Regions from separate parts of the Mus musculus genome. Here region 1 is linked to region 2. Evidence: chromatin contacts called from public Hi-C data. All regions are on one chromosome and are shown on one strand. The core of a region is the stretch at or near the end of the contact, and the rest is flanking DNA. Distances in the headings are between cores, read along the strand shown. Region 1 overlaps Pde8b (phosphodiesterase 8B). Region 2 holds the start of Wdr41 (WD repeat domain 41).

Region 1 (6,883 bases), core at 1,948-4,447, 58 kb after region 2:
ATGGAACCAGGTCTGTATGTATGCATTCACACCAATTTCACAGAGCCTGGAGAACTATCCTCTCCAAGAGGCACCATGGGTTTGTATGAAGCCGTTAATTAGCTCTCCAGAGCTGGGCCAAGCTGAAAGACAGCCTGACGTGTAGTGGGATTTTGTTGTGAGGTTGGTCCTCTTTATTGGACTCCTGAGGGAAGACAGTTCTAGACGCTGTTTTCCCAACACCCTAAGAAGGTATTGTTTACTGCAGACCATGTGTCGGGCAGTAAATCTCAAACAGAATTGGAGGTATGAAGAGATGACTGTCTCAATTCCAAACTCAGTCATTCTGTGTAGTTTTATGCTCAAAACGTCAAGATACTTATTTGTTCCTCTCTACCTCTGCCAGGAGGAAACCCCTGGCTTGTGTGATGGCATCCGTGGGAGATGGGGATCAACACGGATGAGCTGGCAATCTTCCTCTCCCTAGGTTGGTCATGTGATGGGTTCTATAGCCAGCGTCCTTACTGATCATCAAGTTACCTTCAGAACATTTATTCTACCTTTTACAGGACTGGAAACTTATGCCTTTCAGGAGCTATGGAACACACTTATGGTTTCCGAGGAGACAGCCAATTTCATGTTAGTAAAGGGTGAACATTCTGTCTTATTTCTAAAGCCCAGAGTCGTAAGGCGCATAAGTGAGGTTCATGGTAAACTTCTCTCTTTTTAAAATTTTTATTTAAAAAAAACATTTTGTATATTTTGAACATATTCTTCTTATTTTCTTCAGGTCCTCCATACTTCCCTACAGATTTTCAATGTTATTTTGTCTCTTTTTATTGTATTTTTTATTGGGGGGGGAACATGATGCATTTATAAAAAAAGAAAAAAAGCTTACATTTTTGTTTTTTTAGTCACACAGTTAGCTTTAATTATCAATTTGACAATATCATGGGCTCTTCCAGGAAGGGAGTCTTAGTTGAGGGATTGCCCAGATCAGATCAGCCTATGTAGGCCCATCTCTGTGGGATTGTCTTGAGTGTTAATTGTTGTGGGAAGATCAACCTATTGATGGCAGCATCCCCAGACAACTGGTTTTGATCTATAAGGAAAGTGGCTAAGCGCGAACTGGTGAACGTGTCCGTGAGCTTCCTTCCTCCCTCCATGGTGTCTGCCATACTTCCTTGGCTGGGAGTGAGTTCCCGGTCAGAATTAGTGCTGCATGAAGTAGCAGCATTTCTGCCTTCAGACTCCTGGTCTTGAGGTCTTGCTTAACTCCCCTCCAGGAAACACTGACTGAGAACAAATAAACCTTTTCTTCCCCGACTTGCTTTTCATGAGAGATTTTATCGCAGCAATAAAAAAGAACTAATATATGGTTCACTTTGATGATACCACCGGCAAGAGCCAGGTTCTGTAAAGCATTCCCTAGCTTTGAGATCCTATGAGTCCAGGAACAGAAGTGAAAATGAATAGGTCTTCCTGCCACACCCTATTCATCCTGCTCACCGGGGCTCCTCCGTCTAGCACTGTGTCTCAGGGCCTGCCTGAGGGATTGCAGTGGGCAGCTGCCAGCCTCCTCTCCTTCCCCAGCTCCAGGCTGATAATCACCTCACGCTGGAGAGGCAGAAAATGCTTCGGTGCCAGAGCAGGCTCTGGGAGAGACACGCGCCAGTATCTCACTACACAGGCTCGCTCACCTCTGCTCTCCCAGAAGCACACTGCACTCGCTCATTACGTAGGAGCCCTTACCTCAGCTGCCAGTGGCTTGTTGATGCTGTTCACGAATTTGTTCACGTGCTCGAAGTGTTTTGTCATCTCTGTAGCCAAAACCATGTCGATAATAGCCTGGCGCAGCGTTCGATAGTGGTTCCTAAATAATAAGAGGACAAAGTTCCCTGCTCACACCATGCCCAAGTCAGAAGTGCCCTGATGCTCTGCCTCCCCACAGCCCAGGACAGAAGGGGTCAGAGTCAAGTGACTGCTAATCCTAGACTCCATCCGCTCAGCCCCCGCCCCCCAGTAAGCCCATGTTGATGCCACTCCACGTTCTCCAGTGACAGCTGACTCTTCTGCACAGCCATGCTAAGAGAAATGAAAGTGCACATCATGTGACAAGCAACTGTTTCGAATGGTAGTTTCCATCCCTTCCTGTGAAAACACTGGAACAAGGAAGTGGAAGGGACAGAAACAAAGTGGCAGTCTGCTGAGGTTTGACTGTGCCCTGTGTAGACCGGTTCCTACTGGAGAGAACTGCCAATCTCTTCCGATGGTGCTGAGGGAGATTTTCCTTTCACATAATCCTGTAACCTGTAAATGTCTGATGTTTGCAGTGGTTGGAACAACAGCTCAAGGTTATCAGAAAACCCCTATCATGTACTAACTCTAAGAGACTGAATGAAGAGCTAAGCAAACCAGCTTGATACGCTAGAACTTAAGTCTGAATTAGAACAACCGCTCTCTGTAACCATAGAGATTTTTCTAGAGCCTAAACTGGTAAGTTCATGTAGACAGTGTCATGAGGCCCAAGCGACCACCAGGCCTTTGCCCAGGACTCTGCTCAGCAGCTTGCTGGTGCGGTATAGGAAATAGCCGTAGCCTGACCACACAGTTGTTAGCAGGTAAGAATTGTTCCACCACGTCACATCACGGTGCTGTTTGCAGATGTTCTGAGAGCATCTCTCTCTGTGAGAAGGAAACCTGTCTCATTCCCAGCATCCTCACTGGGACCTCCTCATGGGGATGGATGCTTAGCCCAAACTCAGCTGGAAATGCAGGATTATACATTGTCTTTGAGCCACAGGGAGGAAGATAAAAATATTTGATAGACTTGTTAGTGAGGCCATCAACATTTAGGCAGTGCTTTTCAGTGCATAACAAACATTTATTTTTATGGACTTACTGAAGGCTAAATGAGATTTTTTTTAGAGCAGGAAAGGCAGTCTGAAAAGTTCAGATGGGCAAAGCTGGTTTATAACCTGATACAGTGAAGAGCCACTGTTTCATTCCCATCTATCCAGAGAAACCAGAGAAAACTCAGCTTCATTTTTAGCTTCACAGACCTAGCCCCGGGAGCCCAATCACGCCAAACCTGTCAATATTCTTGAAAATGTTGCACTTGGTGTCCTTGACTGTGAGCTGGAAGGCCAGGGCTGTGTGGTGACTCTCCAAGACTGCAGTGTCATTGTAGAGCACAGCGAGCTCGCTGCCGGCGTTGCACAGGAAAGAGTTGGTCCTTCCGGGGTGATCCACGTCGTGGACTGTGGCAGCAATCAGAGCAGCCACCTCATCCAGCTGGTCCAGGCTTCCCTGGGGGAGGGGGAGGATACAGAACATTATTCACAGGCTTCTAGACACCAGCATCCATCTCTGTCTCTTGGAGAGAGAAGGGCTTGGGGCTGGAACCTTTGGAATTTCCTTTCGGTTTCCTCCTAGTCTTAGCAGAAAGGTAGCCTTGGGCACACGGTGGCACTGTCCTGTGCTGTGTATTCTCTTGAGAACACAGAAGCTACAACACCTGAACTGTCTATAGTCTGTTTGCTGGTTCTTTGACAAAGAAGCCAAGCAGGTCTTTTGAATTGATGCTGTGACGCTCTGCCATGATGCATGGAAAGTAGCCGGCATCACAGATATTCCTTACACATCAGCTTCTGCAGGCATATTGGAGGGCCAGTTGTAAATAGCACAGCTAGCTCACAGGATGAATGGGACAGTAACTGGAGCTTGGCAGTGAGGCAGAGGCAAGATGGAAAGCTTATCAAGAAATGCAGGGGCTGGGCTCACAGGCAGCAAAGGCTTAGAGAAACTCACCAGACCTTCACTATGCTAATGCTGAGCTCAAATGACAGCAAGTATTCTTCTTAGCCAGTAAGTTAGTAGAAAGCTGGCAGATGGGGTGTTATGTAAGACACTGTATTATGAATTCATTCCATGTCAGATGCCTAAAGGCGTCAGGTACTGTGCACAGCACCAGAGATGAAGCAGTGATAGATACTAATGGGTGAGATTAGATAAAAAGAGTCCCAACTTCCCGAGAGTGTAACCATGGGGCTGGGCAGAGCAGGGCAGCACTGATCGCTGACCATCATGTGGTGATGGGAGTGCACTGCCTCTGTGGAATGCAGACAAAGCCTATTATATACAGCTCCTGAACGCTTGCCTATGGCCAGTGCGATGGAGGACCTCCTCAGCTTTATTCAGTAGCTGTGTATGGTTAACGACTACTGTGATGGTTGGTATATGCTTGTCCTAGGGAGTGGCACTATTGGGAATTGTGTCCTTGTTAGAGTAGGTGTGTCTCTGTTAGAATGGGTATGTCACTGTGGGTGTGGGCTTTGTCCTAGCAAGTCAGTCTTCTACTAGTAGCCTTCAGATGAAGAGGTAGAACTCTCAGCTCCTCCTGCACCATGCTTGCCTGGATGCTACCATGTTCCTGCCTTGATGATAATGGGCTGATCCCCTGAACCTGTAAACCAGCCCCAATTAAATGTTGTCTTAAAAGACTTGTAAGACTTGCCTTGGTCATGGTGTCTGTTCACAGTAGTAAAACCCTAAGACAACTACCAAACTGGCCAACAAAGGTCTACAGAATTGCCAATGACAGCTTTCCTAAGAAAGTGATTTTTATTGCTGAAGTATTGTGGATAAGCAACAGGAGAGCAGGCAACATGCAGTAAAGGAGAGGAGTCCAGGCAGGGAGTCCAGATGAAGTTACTGAGGGAGCTAATCGAGCCAAGGGGTGAACAGTGAAGGAAGAGGGAGGTAGGCCTCGAGGAAGACTTGGAAGATTTACTAGATAAGGTTTACAGTGTTTCCAGCTTGCTCTCATAGTTCTGTGGGAGGGAAAACTAGGTAAGGAAGACAGCCTGAAGCTCAGGCCTGTGCTGCTGATGCCATCCCAGGCCCTGGGGCAGTCCCTGTCAGTGCTGACTTGGTGTTATAGTGGGACTTTCTTGAATGTTGTCTCTATCCAGGAAGGGAGTCACTTCTATCTTGAATCATGTCACAGGGCTGGTAGGAATCTTGGCTTGGCCCAGCCAGCTTACAAAGTTTCCTGAGAGCATCCTGAAACCTACTGCAAGCAGAGAGGCCTGGTCAGCTGGCACTGTGTTTATGATCTAGACCAAATTGACTGCATAAGACCGGGCTGGAAGGGCTGAGTTAGGCTGGAGCCATTCTGTGTCTTGTAGATCAATTTCTCTTGGTAAAGAAAAGAATGATGCAGGCGTCTCCATGTCCAGAGATTTTTACTAGCTGCACGTTTACGGGGTCACTCTCTCCCTCCCTCTCTCTCTTCCTCCTCCTCTTCTTCTTCCTCTTCCTCCTTTCTTCCTCCCTCCCTCTCTCCCTCCTTCCCTCCTTCTCTCCACTAACCACCACAGGACATGAGGGACATATCTCAATAAACAAAGGCAACTTACAACAAGCCCACAGCCAACATCATTATAAATGGATAGAAATTCAAAGCATTTCCACAAAACTCAGAAGCAAGACATGAATGTCTACTCTACACCTGTTCAATATAGTTCTTGAAGTCTTAGCTAGAGCTATTAGACAACTGAAGGAGACCAAGGGGATACCAACAGAAAAGGAAGACGCTAGAGGATGCTTTTGCAGGTGATATGGTTGTAATGCACAGAAGACCCTAAAAACCGCCAGGCAGCTTCTACAGCTGATAAAAACATTGGTCAAAGTAGCTGGATATAAAACTAACACACAAATCAGAAGCCTTCCTGTATACAAATGCCAAACACACTGAGATAAGAAATGTGGGAAACAAAACGTTTCAAAAATATGTGAAATAACTTACCAAGCACATGAAAGACTTGTGTAAGAAAAGCATTAAGACATTGAGGAAAGAAACTGAAGATACCAGAAGATGGAAAGGTCTTCCATGCTCATGGACTGGTAGAATTAATGTTGAGGAAATGGCTACCCTACTAAAAGCAATTGGTAGAGTCAGTGCAATCCTCATTAAAATCCCAACACAATTCTTTATAGAATTGAAGATATAATCTTAAGCTTCAAGTGGAAACAAAAATCCCAAGACAGTAACACAATCCTGAACAATAAAAGAACTGCTTGCAATCTCACCATTCCTGGTTTGAAGCTGTATTACAGAGCTATAGTAACATGGTAACATGGTATTGACATAAACTCAGACATGTGGATCAGTGGAATTAAATTGAAGACTTGGACATAAGCTCACATACCTATGAACACCTGACATACACACTTGAGCAAAGATACTATCTTCAACACATGGTGCTGGTCAAGCTGCATGACTGCATGCAGAAGAATGCAAAGAGACCTTCACCTCACCCAACTCCAAATGGACCAAGGACCTCAAAAGAGGACCTGATCCCTCAAGTCTGATAGAAGAGAAAGTAGGAAGTAGGTTGATCTCCTTAGTACAGGAAAGGACTTTCTGAACAGGACTCTGACAGAATAGGCATTAAGACCAAAAATTAATAAAACCTCATGAAGTTTCTGTGTAGCAAAGGCCACCACCATGTGAAGAGGCAGTATACATAATGGAAAAAAAACTGTTATTTATACACGTGGAAGCATCTATAATACAGAAAGAACTAAACAAACTTGAACATAAGAAAACAACCCAAGTTTTTAAATGTAGCATGAAACTTCTGTGCTACAGGATTTTTATTACTGAGGTAAGACACTGACCAAAGGAAACTTGGGAGAAGAAAGCATTTACCTGATAACACTCAGGTCATACCCCATCACAAGGGAAGTTGGGGCAGAGACTTAAGGCAGGAACAGGAGCAAAGGCCATGGAGGGACACTGTTTACTGGCTTTCTCTCCGTGGCTTGTACAGCTTGTTTTCTTATATGTTGTATATAGTTTTATATAGAATACCCAAGGAATAAGCAATCTTCCACATAA
Region 2 (6,559 bases), core at 405-2,904:
TGCTCCATCCAATAGCTGACCCTGAGCATCCACTTCTGTGTTTGCTAGGCCCTGGCATAGTCACACAAGAGACAGCTCTATCTGGGTCCTTTCAGCAAAATCTTGCTAGTGTATGAAATGGTGTCAGCGTTTGGAGGCTGATTTTGGGATGGATCCCTGGATATGGCAGTCTCTAGATGGTCCATCCTTTCGTCTCAGCTCCAAACTGTGTCTCTGTAACTCCTTCCATGGGTATTTTGTTCCCAATTCTAAGAAGGGGCAAAGTGTCCACACTTTGGTCTTCATTGTTCTTGAGTTTCATGTGTTTTGCAAATTGTAACTTATATCTTGGGTATTCTAAGTTTCTAGGCTAAGATCCACTTATCAGTGAGTACATATCATTTGAGTTCTTTTGTGATTGAGTTACTTCACTCAGGATAATGCCCTCCAGATCCATCCATTTGCCTAGGAATTTCATAAATTCATTCTTTTTAATAGCTGAGTAGTACTCCATTGTGTAAATGTACCACATTTTTTGTATCCATTCCTCTGTTGAGGGGCATCTGGGTTCTTTCCAGCTTCTGGCTATTATAAATAAGGCTGCTATGAACATAGTGGAGCATGTATCTTTCTTACTAGTTGGAACATCTTCTGGATATATGGCCAGGAGAGGTACTGTGGGATCCTCCGATAGTACCATGTCCAATTTTCTGAGGAACTGCCAGACTGATTTCCAGAGTGGTTGTACAAGCTTGCAATCCCACCAACAATGGAGGAGTGTTCCTCTTTCTCCACATCCTCACCAGCATCTGCTGTCACCTGATCTTAGCCATTCTGACTGTTGAGAGGTGGAATCTCAGGGTTGTTTTGATTTGCATTTCCCTGATGATTAAGGATGTTGAACATTTTTTTCAGGTGCTTCTCAGCCATTCGGTATTCCTCAGATGAGAATTCTTTGTTTAGCTTTGAGCCCCATTTTTAATGGGGTTATTTGATTTTCTGGAGTCTACCTTCTTGGGTTTTTTATATATATATTGGATATTAGTCCCCTCAAACTTTGATTTCTATGTGCCAACTAGAGATTGCTTTTCCTAGTCTACATTTTCAAAAGTGTCCAGGTAATTTTTGATACGAAGCCAGGTTGTATAACCAGTCGTGTAACTATTAAGAAAATTTAGAGGCTGACATAGAATGTTTGGAGCTAGAAATGTCGCTCCATGTTTCAGCAGCACAGCCAGGGAACGGATTCCTTCGCTTTATACTTCCTGCTTTGGAAGACAGTCCAGGCAATGTGTAAGAACCGGTTTTGAAGTTTACCGAGCAAGTCTTAATTCCATCATGGCCACCTGCTGGCTTTTATCTTTAGACACATTACTTAATCTTTAAGCGGGTCAGTTTCTTGGTCTGTAAAAAGGGAGGCGTTAGGGTTTGGTACAGTCCTTATTCTGTGGCACACAATGTTGGCTGCTTGGTGTACAAGAACGCCACTAGATTCGTCCAGGAGCAGAAGTCTACTGCAGGCACACCCTCTCCATCTGGCTGTTGGGAAACCAGGAGACTTGCTAGTGTGTTTAAGGGGCGCCGTAGCTACACAGGATTTAGACAAGCGCTGGTCCTGCGGCGACATGGCCGCAGCGCACGCCCACTAGGGGGCGCCCGAGCGACCTGAGCTCTTGCGCCAACCGCGCGGCGCCCACGCGCGTGCTCACTGGGGACGCGGAACCTCCGCCTCCGCCGTCGCGGCCTTCAGTGCGGGCGCCCCAACGAGACTTCTGTTTTCCCGCTGCCTCGCCCCAGGCTCACTCGGCCGCAGCCCCAGCACCTGCGCCGCGGCGGCCCTCGCTCCGTGGGCCGCGGACGCCCCGGCCCGATGCTGCGCTGGCTGATCGGAGGAGGCCGCGAGCCGCAGGGCCTAGCCGAGGTAATGCGCGGGGGCCCGGGGGCGGGGCCGGGGCGGGGCCTGCGGCGAGCGCCGGAAGCGGCTGCTCAGGGCCACCTGGCCTCTGCTAAGAAACTGGGACTTAACTACAAACCAGCAGGAGTGACTGCCACTCTTGATTTATTTGAACCGATAAGTCTTCTCAGCCGGGACTCGAATTTGCTTAAGGAACGTAAATTTAACTAGTTGCTTTCCGAGAAGCTAAGTGAGAAAATGATTTCTGTTTATTTAGTACATGTATGGTCTCATCGTCACATTGAAAAAATAATTTTGTCACCTTAAAAATGTTGACATCTGAAATTTACTTCATGTGCCACACAACAATTTGTGTTACACTTCCTTCCTTATAGGAAGCATTTTACAGTTTGGATTATTGCAAACTTGGCAGTTTTAACTTCCTCATAGCTTTGACATTGACACGTGATTTTTTTAAATCACTTATTTTATATAATTTGAAGTCCTTAGGGTTATGGAAGAATTGTGGATTATTGAATGGACACATAACATATATTTGACTATTTGCTTATTTAGTGAATACACTATTTTATTCAGTTCTGTCATACCTGGTAAAACTCTCACATAATTGAGTGACAGCTAGAAAAGAGACCAGATAAATGCAAAACCATCACCATGGGATAGCATGCTGGATCTTACGTTTTCTTTTCCACACAAAAGTACTTCAATTGTGTAACTGCCTTGAATATGTACACTATAAGAGCTGGTGATTTTTCCTAATGAATGAGAGAACATTACTTATGAATTACAGTCAGCCTTCCAGTCTAAGTGATTCTCAGTCCTGGGGTAATCTTGTCCCCAGAGGATAGTACAGTGTCTACTGTTGGCCATGGGTAGGTGTGATGGGGGCACTGTGTATAGAAGAAGGATGCTGCTGTCTATCCTAACACCCAGGAGAGGTCTCAGGAACAGAAACTTAACGTAGTCCAAACTCGCTTGTCAGACTTAAGAAACCTTGGTTAAGAACAAAGCTTCTTATGGTGAAATTGTACTGAATTTGCCTCCAGAAAGGGGGCCAATTGAGACTTCCCCTGTAGAGTTAAGTTACGAGGTGTGTGTCGTTAGCACAGGCTGCTGTGCTGCCTTCTGGAGGACTCTGCATGCAGGACCTGTCCCCCAGTCTTGTCGCCCAGAGGACACATGAGTCTGCTTTCACTACTACATTTAATCATTAAAGCAGACATCTGAGTGCTTGCAGTGGGCTGCGTTTGTCTGTATTTGATTCATTTAGTCTGCAGCTTTGTTTCTAACAAAGCGTGTGTGTGTGTGTGTTTATGTGTGTTTATGCGTGTGTTTCTGTGTGGGAGTGCACATGTTGAATGTTTGAGTGTATGCATCTGTGTTTGCATATGTCTGTCTGAAAGCATTGTGTTTGCATGTGTGTAAGTATGCGTGTATGTGTGAGAGAGTATGTGAATGTGTGTGAGAGAGAATGTACATGATAGCTTGTAGGGGTCAGTTCCTTTCCTTCCATCATGAGGGTCCCCGGGACGGAGCTCAGGTCATCAGACTTAGTGACAAGTGCCTTTACCTGCTGAGCTAGCTCCTTGGTCCTAACAAACTTTGATTGAGAAACAACAGTTGAGTTGATTGGCCCAGTAGTTTTAAAGTCGGGTTTATTGAGACTCAACAAAATAAAGTTTACTCTTTACAAGTTTATTGTGGTTTGAAAACACCAAAGGTTTTGATAAGAGAAATACTTCCATGTAGAACTGGTATGTATTAGCATTAGAACATAATATCTTGTGGCTTCTAAAAGCTTTTGTTCTTGCATGGATACTGTGCAGTTAAAATCATTTTATGCTTATGTTTTGTGTTTTGTGGGTTTTTTTTTTTTTCATTACAAGAAAGCTGCTTTGCAGACAATAGGAGAGGACCAAGGTCAGAACCCCTATACTGAACTGCTGGTACTGGAGGCTCATCGCGACATTGTCCGCTTCCTGGTGAGGCTCGATGACTTCAGGTAAGAGGCTTACTCTGCCCAGTGGTCAATGCTGACAAAGACGATTTAGAGCATTTTATGTTTAAAACAACTTCAAACTTAAATTATCTTTTGTAAAAACTTTCAGAATCCTGAAATATAACCAACTGAAAATTGTAGCATTTAATATTCAGTTGGAATGGACTTTGAACCCTGATGGTAACATGTTTAAATCCTTTGAAATCCATGTCACCTTGTCAGAGTCTGGTTGTCTTGACAATTACATTTGTTTGCTTTTTTTTTTCTTTGATGTTTTGGAAAAAATTGTCATGAGGTTTTAGAAATATTCTTACTACCTTAGAAGAAGCAAATGACTTTAAGATTGAGTTGTAGCTGTCAAATCTGAGAATCAAATATGTATGGAGTTTAATTTAATATTAGATACCCGCTAGAATATGCTGTTTTGAGTAGAAAGTAAAGTAAGGCTTTAATCTGAATTTCTGTCGTTGATATACCTCTTTAAAGCTTACATATTATTCTCCGGTACCTGGCTAGCATGTGTGCGAGCAGGGACAAAGGTGGTGAGGTCTGAGGGCACTTAGCTTATCCCTAGGCAGATTAGCTGCTGTCACAGCACTGATGGTGTGACTTCCTAATCTGACCTCAAAGGCCCTGAGTGGGGGCTTTGTTCTTACTATTTTATTAGCATTACTCCCAGTACTTAGCACAGTGACTTAACACGGGGCCTGTGTCGGCAGGTGGTTGTCACATGGTGCACAGGAGCTGTAGCCCCCCCCTGAGGTGGCTCTGCAGTCCCTGCCAGTTCCTCGCTTGACTGTGCTGCATTTTTTTTTTCCCCCCCGAGCTCATGAGTGACTACAGCTGTGATGACCTTTAAGTTTCCTGCTCTTGATGTCTGTTGGCTGGGGCGTTCTTGTTTATTATGTATAGTTTATTTCTGACCCACGTGCAGCTAGGACATATTTCCAAGATAAACAGAGTTCTTCACAGCATCCCCCTCACTTCAAACACTGCTGTTACTAAGGAAATGTCAGGGGTTCAGAGGTACCCTTTTTCTAGGAACTTAGGATCAAGACCAATAAAATACTTACCCACCATGTCTCCACTTGTTACTAGCCAGATTACACTGTTTTCTCATTGTGCTGGAAGACAACCGAGTCACAGCATGTATGTGTAACCCTTATAAGCTTCAGGCCTTTGGTTAACATTTGTTCTCACTAAATCCTTAAAAGTTTAATATTTATCTTTTTAAATGACCGTTTCAGTGGGACGTAGCATTTCTGCAAAGGTAGGTATTCTAGGTAACATAAGGTTTCATGTGTCATATTTAATCCTAGTATGTTGCTGGGTGAGGTGAGATTGGGGGCAGGGTGGTGGTCTGGGTAAGGGAAGATTGGGGACAGCATGGTGGTCTGGGTGAGGGGAGATTGGGGGCAGGGTGGCAGCCTGGGTGAGGTGAGGTGGCCCCTTCCCCCCTCCACCCCCACAGTGCTCTCACCATGATGTGCAGTTGTGATACCATGGGACAAATCCCAGAGCTTGACACTTGGATGTCTCTGCTTGTGTCATGTTTGCTGCTGTTCCACTGATCAAATGGAGTAAGAGGTGACAGAGACCCACCGGGCCCCCCTCCATGTGTGCACAACTATAAGTGGTCCTACTATAAGTGGTGACTGTAGGAGGAGGGGCGATTTATGGCTGTACTTGCTGTGTGCCACAGTGAATTTCAGTGCCTATGGTGGACAAGAAGCCTGACATTTCTCATTAGCATATAGTAGTGATAAAACCTCACAAATGACTTTGAATTCTTTCTAGTCAAGTCATCATTGTATCAAGATGTACGTGGAGTTAAAAAGAAAGCTCAGGCACAGACCTGCAGAATATTGAATTTCTATGTTCTTTAACTGAATTTAATTCTGTAACAAAGTCATTCCCCAAAATTAAGATTTAACAAATATATGGAAAACCTGTTAGTTATAATATTAGGAAGACAATTAAATCTCAGTGATTTGCTGTTAAAGTTGATGACTTCTCTCTCTGGAACTGGAGAGTGAACCCAGGGTTTGAGCATTCCAGACAAGCATTGTGCCTGCTGGGCTATGTGCCCATCCCTCAGAAGGCGTTTTCTCGAAGGTAATACATAATGTTTGCCCATATTGATGGGATGTTTTCATTTTTAATAGAATTATCTTTGTTATATTAGCACATTATTAATACATTCTTAAATTCCAGAAAATACCTACCCCATTTTAAAGCAAATTTTGTATGTTATACTCTTTATTTATTTCTTTGTAGTTTTTGTAGGCATTGCCTTCTGGTTGGTCAGCTATTGTAATCTAGGCTTCACGCTTCACGTCTTTAGATAATATCATCTGATTGAAAATTTTGCAGAAGGATTTTCTTGTTTTCTTGGCGGCTCAGCTAAAATCAGTGAGTGGAAAATTTTCTCGATTGGTTTTTGAAGATACCAAATAAATCCTGTATATAACCTAACAGACGACTGCCTTTTCTCCTCCTCCTTGGTCCTTTTTGAACATGAAGGTAGGGTCAGATCGATTGGGAGATGAGTGAAGAAGGCTAAGCCTCAGCAAGAGTCTTCCAGAACATGGGCTGGGCTCCAGTCTCATTCACTGCTCCAGCCTTGACACATTAAACTAAACCGCGTCCATAGCACCATCGCAGAC

The links. Hi-C and Micro-C count contacts between places; a contact is called where the count stands out from the background.
Region 1: a Hi-C map of bone marrow-derived macrophages shows a contact between it and region 2, with 2.4 times the contacts expected there. The contact joins the enhancer-like site here to the promoter of Wdr41 in region 2. A contact is called at or near these places in 1 of 39 promoter capture datasets (the 3T3-L1 cell line), 3 of 484 Hi-C or Micro-C datasets (the HPC-7 cell line, bone marrow-derived macrophages and nephron progenitors), 1 of 115 datasets of contacts at active chromatin or transcription factors (the HPC-7 cell line) and 1 of 9 other capture datasets (adipose tissue).

The regions. Positions count from the first base shown.
Region 1 is chr13:95,031,099-95,037,981 of GRCm38.p6, forward strand. It overlaps Pde8b (phosphodiesterase 8B), which reads right to left. Exons shown (of 22, transcript NM_001374003.1): 18 at 3,071-3,288; 19 at 1,732-1,852. Among named protein-coding and RNA genes, the nearest start is that of Gm41025, 16 kb to the right of the region's middle. Within about 2 kb of position 3,198, at least 65 of the 459 cell types and tissues checked have an H3K27ac peak or open chromatin away from gene starts, as enhancers often do. A contact at or near this core is called in adipose tissue and bone marrow-derived macrophages, where this site is marked.
Region 2 is chr13:94,974,690-94,981,248 of GRCm38.p6, forward strand. Wdr41 (WD repeat domain 41) reads left to right here and starts at 1,655. Exons shown (of 14, transcript NM_172590.3): 1 at 1,655-1,900; 2 at 3,781-3,896. The coding sequence starts at 1,850. It overlaps Gm41024 (a long non-coding RNA gene), which reads left to right and starts at 3,908. Exons shown (of 2, transcript XR_873814.1): 1 at 3,908-6,305; 2 at 6,417-6,559.